2 separate regions of the Sus scrofa genome follow, and region 2 is linked to region 1. Evidence: chromatin contacts called from public Hi-C data. All regions are on one chromosome and are shown on one strand. The core of a region is the stretch at or near the end of the contact, and the rest is flanking DNA. Distances in the headings are between cores, read along the strand shown.

Region 1 (4,521 bases), core at 1,251-3,750:
AGGGGGAGCCTGACCTTATAAAGCACATAGTCGATGCGGATGCCCACGGGGAATTGCTCCAGCTCCCGCTGGTTGACGTAGCAGTTCTCAGGCACCATCGTACAACCTTCTTCAGAGCCCTAGATGAGTGCTGGTTTGAATGAGGATGTGGGGGAAGGGGGAGGGTGGGGGTAGGGAAATAATCAGGCAGGTCCTCACCTTGAAGTCCCGGGTCTCAAGAAAGGCATCATGCAGCCCCGTCCATTCCTTCAGCAGGCGGCAGCCCAGGTCTTTTGGGTGCAAGTTGAGGTCCCCACATAATAGAACCACATCAGCTTTCTTGGATGTGTGGCTGCAGAAACCAAGATGGTGAGGCAGGAATGCTTCTCTCACTAGCTCTGCCCTAAAAGTGGGGCCTTAGCCATCCCTCAGTCCCTGGGCCCCATCCCACTTCCCCTGTCAAGCCCAGGCTCACACACTGGATGAACTGGGCCAGTTCCCAAGCTTGGGCCACACGATGTGCTAAGTAGATGTCCTTCTGTCGACTGTACTCGGCATGGAGCTGAGCAAGATAGATGAGATTATAGCAGATGAGACTGAGGGTCCCAAGAGCAGCTGTACATCAAGTTTGTGCCTGTCACCTGGCATGGTGTTTGGTAAAATATACGTGAACCTTGCCTCCTGGCCTAAGGAGATCCAGCCCCCGCATCTCATCCCATGGCAGCCCAGCTAGAGGAGTCCCATCTCTCCCTCCCAGGACCATGTTGCCTGTCCCACCCTAAGCACTGCCGGTTTCACTCACATGGGTCACGTAGGCATTGAGCACCAATCCACTTAGATGGAGCACCAGCAGCCCCACAGCTTTCCCACAGAACCAGTCACCATGGTGGACCTGCAGGCAGAAGAGGGCAGGAACTCAGGGCACAGCTACCCCTTTCTGCCCCTCTCCTGCAGCCAGCCCTAGGCTACCTCGGTTACCATGTGTTAGTGGTGGATGGTGAAAGAGGTCAGAGAGCAGACTCACCATGTAAGGATAGCCATTGAGGGTGAAGACGTGCTGGGTGAATTCCTGGATTGGGTGTTTGGAGAAGACACAGAGACCACTGCCAATGATGCCACTGAAAACCAAGCCCTGATCAGTAACCAGAAAAGCAAACAAAGAAATCTCCCCCTAGGCGTCTTTCCCTTCTTATCAGCTACCTTCTCCTCTCTGCCCCTGGCACCACCCCAGAAGGAAACTCAAAGCATCAGCTGTTCTGGGGCTGATAGGACGCCCTGATAATAAGTCTTGAGAAGAGCTGAAGAACTAGCTCTTCCTCCTTCTGCCTCTTCCTGCTCCCACACTCAGAGAAGAGGAGCCTGGGCGGGGTTGGGGTGGGGATAGGCTGCAGGCAGCGTAGGGAAGGGCAGGCAGGGCCAAGAGCCTCCAGGTCTGAGGCCAGGCGGCTCCTCACCTCCTGAAGTAGTGTGCAGCTGGGTAGGTGGGCAACAGCTTCTGCCTCAGGTACTGGAAATCCTGCTCACTCCACACCTGAGGAATGGGGTCAAGATGCTGGCCCGGCCCTTCCCCGGGGAGAAAGACCCGCTAGCACCCCCAGCCGCCCCCTCGGGCCAAGGTTCCACAATAGTTCCGCCCGGCCCCACCTCCTCCAGCAGAACAAGGTCGAAGCTCTCCATGTTCAGAAAGTCTCCCAGGCGCTTGACGCGGTCGGCCCGGTGCTTGCTCAGGAAGGGAATGCCCCTGAGAACCAGAAGGGCAGGGAGGTGACGGCGGGGGTGGTCGGCGCTCCGGGAAACATCGGAGCTGGGGCGAGGTGCGCGCTGTCTCCATACCCGGAGGCTGCAGCGCAGGGGAGAGCCGAGCCCCGGATGTGAGGGAGGTCCCAGGCCCGGGGCGGCGGGCGCACTCACCAGCAGTTGAGGTTAAAGATCTTCAGTCGCAGGGAAAAGGTGGGCTTCATGGCGAGGGCACTGGGGGGCGCGGGACGGCTCCGCAAAGGCAGCGCGGTGCGGCCCGAGGCGGGCGAGCTGGCCGGGCTCTTCGAGGGGTAAAGGGCACAGGTGGTCGCCCCGCCCTCGCGCTCCTGGGAAGGCCGCGGCCGCGAGGCCCGCGCGGCCTGGGACGGCCTCCCGCGTTACCCGGGCAACCGGCCGACTGGCCCCAATCTAGCTGCGCGCCAACCCGGAAAGGCGATCTGCGGCGAAATCGGGCGCAGATGAGAGTCCGCTGCCGCGCGAGAGGAGGTCCCGCGGAGGACCCTAGGCGGGGGTCGGGGCGGGGTCCTGGAGGAGGCCCGGGCAGGCGGCAGACCGGGCTGAGTCTTGTGGGACGTAGGCTCCCGGTTCCTCTTCGCTCGCCGCTGGGGGCGGGAGCCCAGGCGTCCTCTCTAGCCTCGCAGGCGGCTCACCAGCAACAGGAGCAAAGTTGAGGAAACGCCGGGCCCTAACGCCTCGCCCCGCCCTCTTCCTCCCGGCGGGCGGCGGGGGCGGGGTCGCGTGGTTGCCCTGGCGACACGCAGTGTTTGTGCTCCAAGGAGTCCTCGCGCGCTGCCATGGCTAGCCAGCGGCTTTCGGTCCCCTGCAGCTCGCAGTTGCCGCCCGAGCAGCCGCTGCAGGTGAAGGTGGTGGGGCTCTTCAAAAGCTCTAGCTTTCAAGTTGCGAAGAGCACCGCTGAGGTAACCGCGAAGAAACCGCAAGTGTGGGCGGCCGGTCCGGCTTCTGTGTCTAGCGCCTTCTCGTGGCGGGGCTTCAGGATCGGGGAGGGGAGGTTCTGGCTGATGTGGACAGGAGCGTGCAAAGGCAGGTGCGGGTACTGGCGGGAGTTCCACCTCGAGAAGGGCTACCTTTAAAGGGAGATCGGAGCGAAGGAAGCGTTCAGGACCTTGCTGGGAATAAAGGTGATTCCTTCCTCTAAATTACCACACATTTTATTCCACGGTAAAAAAAAATTTTTTCTTTTATGGTTGCAGCTTCAGGAGCTTGCTGCAGTCGGGTTCTTAACCCACTGTGCTGCGGGAGGAACTCCTCCACATTAATTTTTAATTGAAATTATAGATTTTAAAACTTTGTGAAAGAAAATGGTACCCCGTAAGCGGCTGATTTTTTCAAATCCCACCCCAAGTAATTTTTGAAAACTATTCATTTGGGAAGGGATGAGTTTTTTCCCCCTGTAAATTTTCTATAACAGTCAGGGCCATTCCATTGAAGGTGCTTAAGGGATTTCTTTTTTTTGGTCTTTTTTTTTTTGGCATTTCTTGGGCCGCTCCCGCGGCATATGGAGGTTCCCAGGCTAGGGGTCTAATCGGAGCTGTACCCACCAGCCTATGCCAGAGGCACAGCAACGCAGGATCCGAGCCGCGTCTGCAACCTACATCACAGCTCACAGCAACGCCGGATCGTTAACCCACTGAGCAAGGGCAGGGATCGAACCCGCAACCTCATGGTTCCTAGTCGGATTCGTTAACCACTGCGCCACGACGGGAACTCCAGGGATTTCTTAACAAACAACCCACAAATGCTTTGGAGAATCCAGACATTTCTTTGTAAACATGTGGAATGATGTCAAAGGAAAAACACTTTAATTGGAAGAATTTGGCTAGGTCAATAATGCTGCACCACACCTGTAACCGAATGCAGCAGAAATGCAGAAATGTATGAATTACTGAAATGTCAAATTCAGCACGTCTTTGGGGTTTGCTCCAGAAATGCCGCTGTAAGATTATGCCAAGCTTCTATTCTTCAAAGCCTCATTAGACTCCAGAACAATGCCTTCTTCATGTTTGTTATCTCCCAAAGTACCCAGCTGGATACTTGACACAAAATGTTCCCAAATAGAAGAAATCTTAAGAATTCCTACCTTCTTGCCTGCTCCAAGTCCACCGCGTTAAAGTCTGTATTTACATTAAATCAGGAAATAGTAACTAATTTGTGCGAAATCAGTAAAGTTTATATCCAGATGAAGAGAATATGTGATAAGAAGTCTAAAAACCAAATGTTGATCATTTAAAATAGAAATTATGGACTGTGTTAGCTGGGTTGATAGGATGAGCAAAGTTTTATGGCCCAAGTTGTATTTAATGGAGCTTGAGGGATTTTTTTTCCCTCATTTTTTCTTAGCTCCTTTTGCGAAGGATGTTTTCTCCAAAAAAAAAAAAAAATTATGAATACCAGAGTTCCCTCATGGCTCAGCAGGTTAAGGATCCAGCACTGTTACAGCTATGGCATGGGTTCAATCCTTGGCTAGGAACTCCTGCATGTCGTGGGCACTGCCAAAAAAAAAAAAGGCCAAATGTTAACTTTTCACTCTCTTAAGCTTTTGACTACTGTAGCTTGAATATGAAAACATATCAATGTAAATTCAGTTCTGTTTTTTTTTTTTTTTCTCTTTTTTTTGTCTTTTCTAGGGCTACACCCTTGGCATATGGAGGTTCCCAGGCTAGGGGATGAATAGGAGCTGTAGCTTCCGGCCTACACCACAGCCACAGCAACTCAGGATCCAAGCCGTGCCTGCGACCTACACCACAGCTCACAGCAATGCCGGAT
Region 2 (4,497 bases), core at 1,082-3,581, 41 kb before region 1:
TCTCCAATTCTTTCTTATCTGTTCCTTCTTTTTTTTGGATTGACTAAGGACTTTTTTTTTCTTTTTACAGACGTACCTGTGGCACATGGAAGTTCCAGGACTAGGGGTTGAATTGGAGCTGCAGCTGCAGGCCTACACCACAGCCATGGAACACCAGATCCAAGCCACATCTGCAACTTACACTGTGGCTTGCAGCAACACTGGACCCTTAACCCCCTGAGCAAGGCCAGGGATCAAACCTGCATCCTCATGGACACTACGTTGGGTTCTTGACCCTCTGAGCCACAGTGAGAACTCTGACTAAGGCCTGTTTTTTCTCCTCTAAAGGTTTTGAAGTTATGAATTCTATTGATATCCATGGAGTGGTTATCAGTATTCTTAACATGCATACTTAGTCTAAAGGTAATCAATATCTCTGTCCTTAAAACATTTAATACCCATCACCAGCTCCCATCTTAAGTGCTATTTGTATTCAATACTTTGGATCCAGTCTATTTGTTTACTATCCAAATTAGACATTTTACTTTCATAACCAATGTTTGTTTAGACTTTTCATTTTTTTCTCTCACCACTCCTTGTAACATCGCAGACTTTCCTCCTAGGGGTATTGTCCGTCCTAGAGTAGGATTTTCTGGTGGTAAATGATTTCACTTTTTGTTTGTCCAAAATCATTTTGATTTTTCCCTTGTTAAAGATAATTTTTCAATATACAAATATAAACAGATAATCCAAATAGGCCTGTATTGATAAGTTGAATCAAGAAATAATAACCTTCCAAAATAGAAAGCAGCAGGCTTAGATGGCTTCACTGGTGATTTCCACCAGACATTTAAAGAAGAGTATGCAAGACTGGGTCAACATTCAAATATCAATTAATATAATCCACTATATTAACAGGTTAAAGAAGAAAAATCCAACACCCACTCATGATAAAAATTCTCAGTGGAAATTCCTGTCGTCGCTCAGTGGAAATGAATCCAGCTAGTTTCCATCAAGATGCAGGTTTGATCCCTGGCCTTGCTCAGTGGGTTAAAGACCCAGTGTTGCAGTGAACTGTGGTATAGGTCGAAGACAAAGCTTGGAGCTGGCGTTGCTGTGGCGAACGCCAGCGGCTATAGCTCTGATTTGACCCCTGGCTTGGGAGCCTCCATGTGCCGCCCTAAACAAACAAAAAAACAAACAAACAAAAAAAACCTCCACAATATATCAGCACCCAAATGAAATGAACATTAAGGTATAAATCTAATATGTAAAATATATGAGGAAAACTGTAAAACTCTAATTAATGAAATCTAAGAACTAAATAAATGGAGAGACATTCAATGTTGTGAGTAGGAAGACTCGATATTGTCAAGATGATAGTTCTTTCCAATTTGATCTATATATTCAAAGCAATCCCAATCCCAATCCCAGTAAATTGTTTTGTGGATATCTACACAGTAGTAAAAATTTTAAAGAACCGGGGGTAATTTCAAAATTTTGGAGACTAGAGAGAGGACATGCTGGGCATCTGGAAGGGTGTGTTGAGGGGCATAACTTATAAACAATTAGATATTAATGAACCATAAATTGTGAGAAAATGCTGAAATAGTTGGAGAAAAAAGTAGAAGGGGACTAGATTTGGGTGGGGCTCATGGACCATATCCAGAAGCTTGGCCTCCATTAGGAGGGAACAAGGGAGCCAAAATGGGTTCTAAGCAGGGGAGTGATTCCAGTCTCTGGGTGTGACATGCCATGTATTGGAGGAAACAACCCTGCAACTAAGGCTTGTTAGAAAAGCTTAACAGTGTATTGAAGAAAGACGCTGAAAGTATGAAGAATAATCATAGTAGACATGAATTAAAACATTAAGCCCATGGCATACTTAATCTTGTCTGCCCCACCGCCACCCAGTGTTGGCACTGGTGTCAAGCTCTCCATTTTACAAGTAAGGCGAATATGGTAGAGAAGATAAGTCACTTGATCAAGACCCCTCAGTACCCAGATCTGTCTACAGCCTCTCTTCACTCCCTTGAACTAAGGCATTGGACTATGACGACGGTGAATGTACAGGCGCTTTCATTCATTCGTCACTTATTGGAGACCGAAAGCCAGCTTCAGCGTCCAGGAAAGGGAAGAGACAAAACTCATTAAGGTGTCAGTGAGCAGCTAACCGGATGTAAAACTTCCGTAGCTGCAGAGTGACAACAGCATTACCGCCCACCGTCCTCTACCCACTGTGAACACCAGACGCCCTCCCTGCGCCGCCTCCGGGGACCTCAGGCCCCGCCCCGCCCAGGGGCGCCCCTGCGGGCCACGTGGTGCGGCGTCCGCGCAGGCGGCTCCCGGCGCCGGCGCTTCCGGGTTGGCGGCGGCTGCGGCGCAGAGGTAGGAGCCGGGCGGCGCGGGGACGCCGGCGGCTGGCCAGGCGGAGCTGGGGGCCTGGGCCGGCCTGGCGCGAGTGCGCCTGCCAGGCCGCTGGGTGGGCCAGTCGCGATCCAGACCCCGCCGGACGTCCAGAGAGGTAGGTCCGCTACTGGCCCACCGTTGGTGGGCGCGGCATCCGCGTCCGTGTCGACCCTGCCCAGCTGGCCGCTCCTCGGTCCGGCCCGAGGGGCCCGGGTAGGAGATGCGGGAGTACCCGCGTCCCAGCGTCCCCTCGTCCCGCCCCCAGGTCGGCGGACCCAGGGCCCCGGGGAATTGCCCGCGCGCAGTCTGATAGCCCAACGTGGGCAATCCACGCCTCCCTTCCAAAGCGAAGCCGGATGTGCCTTACGTTATTACTACTCAATTGCTGCTACCCCCAAATTGACTTTGTACACATACATTTTCTTCGCCCTTTCCATTTTTGTTTCACAGACTAGCTAATAATATGTAAAGTCGAGACACTAGTTTTCATTCTGATATTTGTGCAACTATGGAAAGTTAGTGCAGGGTAGGACTTCAGAGACGATTGATCCGATTCCTTCATTTTACAGAAAAGAAAACAGACCCTGAGAGGTCCCGGGAACGTCGGAAGTTCACCCAGCTGGATAAGGGTTCAATAGGAACCCAAAGCTAAGTTTTTAAATAGACTTTTAAAAGTGATAAGTGGTAAAATTCAATTAACAAAGTGAAGTGACTCTAGGTTCCTTTGGGCTGGGATTAACCTGGTTAGACAATGTGTCCTGCCTTTTAAGCATTATTTTCTGAAGTTCTCTTGGGGTGTCTGCAGCAGCTTGGGTTGTTGCTGTGGCGTGGGTTCAATACCTGTCTTGGAAACTTCCACTGGCAAGGTGGAACAAAAAAACCTTTGTTTTCTTATTTCAGGCCAAATCCTTCTTGAGAGCCTAAAGAAAATGGCAGAAATATCATCAGAGCCTTCAGGGCAGCTTATTGTACACTCAGACACTCACAGTGACACTGTCCTGGCCAGTTTTGAGGACCAGAGGAAGAAAGGCTTTCTCTGTGACATTACTTTAATTGTGGAGAATGTGCATTTCCGGGCCCACAAAGCCTTACTGGCTGCCAGTAGTGAGTACTTCTCAATGATGTTTGCTGAAGAAGGAGAGATCGGCCAGTCCATTTATATGCTAGAAGGCATGGTTGCCGACACTTTTGGTATCCTGCTGGAATTTATCTACACAGGTTGTCTCCAGGCCAGTGAGAAAAGTACAGAACAAATCCTGGCTACTGCCCAGTTCTTAAAAGTCTATGACCTGGTAAAGGCTTACGCAGACTTTCAAAATAACCATAGCTCCCCAAAGCCAGCAACATTGAACACAGCTGGTGCTCCAGTGGTTGTCATTTCTAATAAGAAAAATGAGCCTCCAAAGCGGAAAAGGGGAAGACCAAGAAAAGTCAACAGTTTACAGGAGGGGAAGTCAGAACTGGCTGCAGAAGAAGAACTACAGCTGAGAGTGAACAATTCAGTTCAGAATAGAGCACACTTCATGGTTAAAGAGCTCGACAGTGGCGTACTGAGCGAACAGATTCCAGCAAAAGAATTGGAAGAATCTGAGCCGGCTTGTGAGCCAGGTAGAGGGGAGGAAATGCCAGCTGAAAAAGATGAGAACTGTGATCCCAAGAGCCAGGATGGGCAGGACAGCCAGAGTCGGTGTAGCAAGCGGAGGATTCGGAGGTCTGTCAAACTGAAGGATTACAAACTCGTTGGGGATGAAGATGACCAGGGTTCAGCCAGGAGGGTCTGTGGAAGGAGGAAGCGCCCTGGGGGCCCTGAGGCCCGTTGTAAAGATTGCGGCAAAGTGTTTAAGTACAACCACTTTTTAGCAATCCACCAGAGAAGCCACACGGGTAATTATGCTTTTGCAGCTCATTGGAATGTGTTTTGGAGAAGTAACAATAATAATAGCTTTCATTTATTGTGCAGTGTCTGTGATGGGCATTGTAATAAGGTATACATGTTATTGTATTGAATTCTCCCAGCAGTCCTGTGAAATAGGTGCTATTATCCCAACTGTGCAGATGAAGAGACTAAGTACTAGAAAGCTTAAAATACCTTGCCCAGGGCATCCACAT

The links. A called contact is a pair of places that touch in the nucleus more often than the background predicts.
Region 2: a contact with region 1 is called in a Hi-C map of liver, with 3 times the contacts expected there. The contact joins the promoter of ZBTB24 here to the promoter of PPIL6 in region 1. A contact is called at or near these places in 1 of 5 promoter capture datasets (liver), 11 of 47 Hi-C or Micro-C datasets (alveolar macrophages, fetal heart ventricle, fetal liver and 6 more) and 2 of 2 datasets of contacts at active chromatin or transcription factors (alveolar macrophages and skeletal muscle).

What each region holds. Positions count from the first base shown.
Region 1 is chr1:75,506,223-75,510,743 of Sscrofa11.1, reverse strand. It overlaps PPIL6 (peptidylprolyl isomerase like 6), which reads left to right and starts at 2,500. Exons shown (of 8, transcript NM_001243664.1): 1 at 2,500-2,654. The coding sequence starts at 2,532. It overlaps SMPD2 (sphingomyelin phosphodiesterase 2), which reads right to left and starts at 2,441. Exons shown (of 10, transcript XM_001925290.5): 1 at 1,891-2,441; 2 at 1,624-1,720; 3 at 1,434-1,510; 4 at 1,004-1,097; 5 at 782-871; 6 at 459-541; 7 at 199-331; 8 at 15-119. The coding sequence starts at 1,940.
Region 2 is chr1:75,546,629-75,551,125 of Sscrofa11.1, reverse strand. It overlaps ZBTB24 (zinc finger and BTB domain-containing protein 24), which reads left to right and starts at 2,331. Exons shown (of 6, transcript XR_002343809.1): 1 at 2,331-2,503; 2 at 3,289-4,272.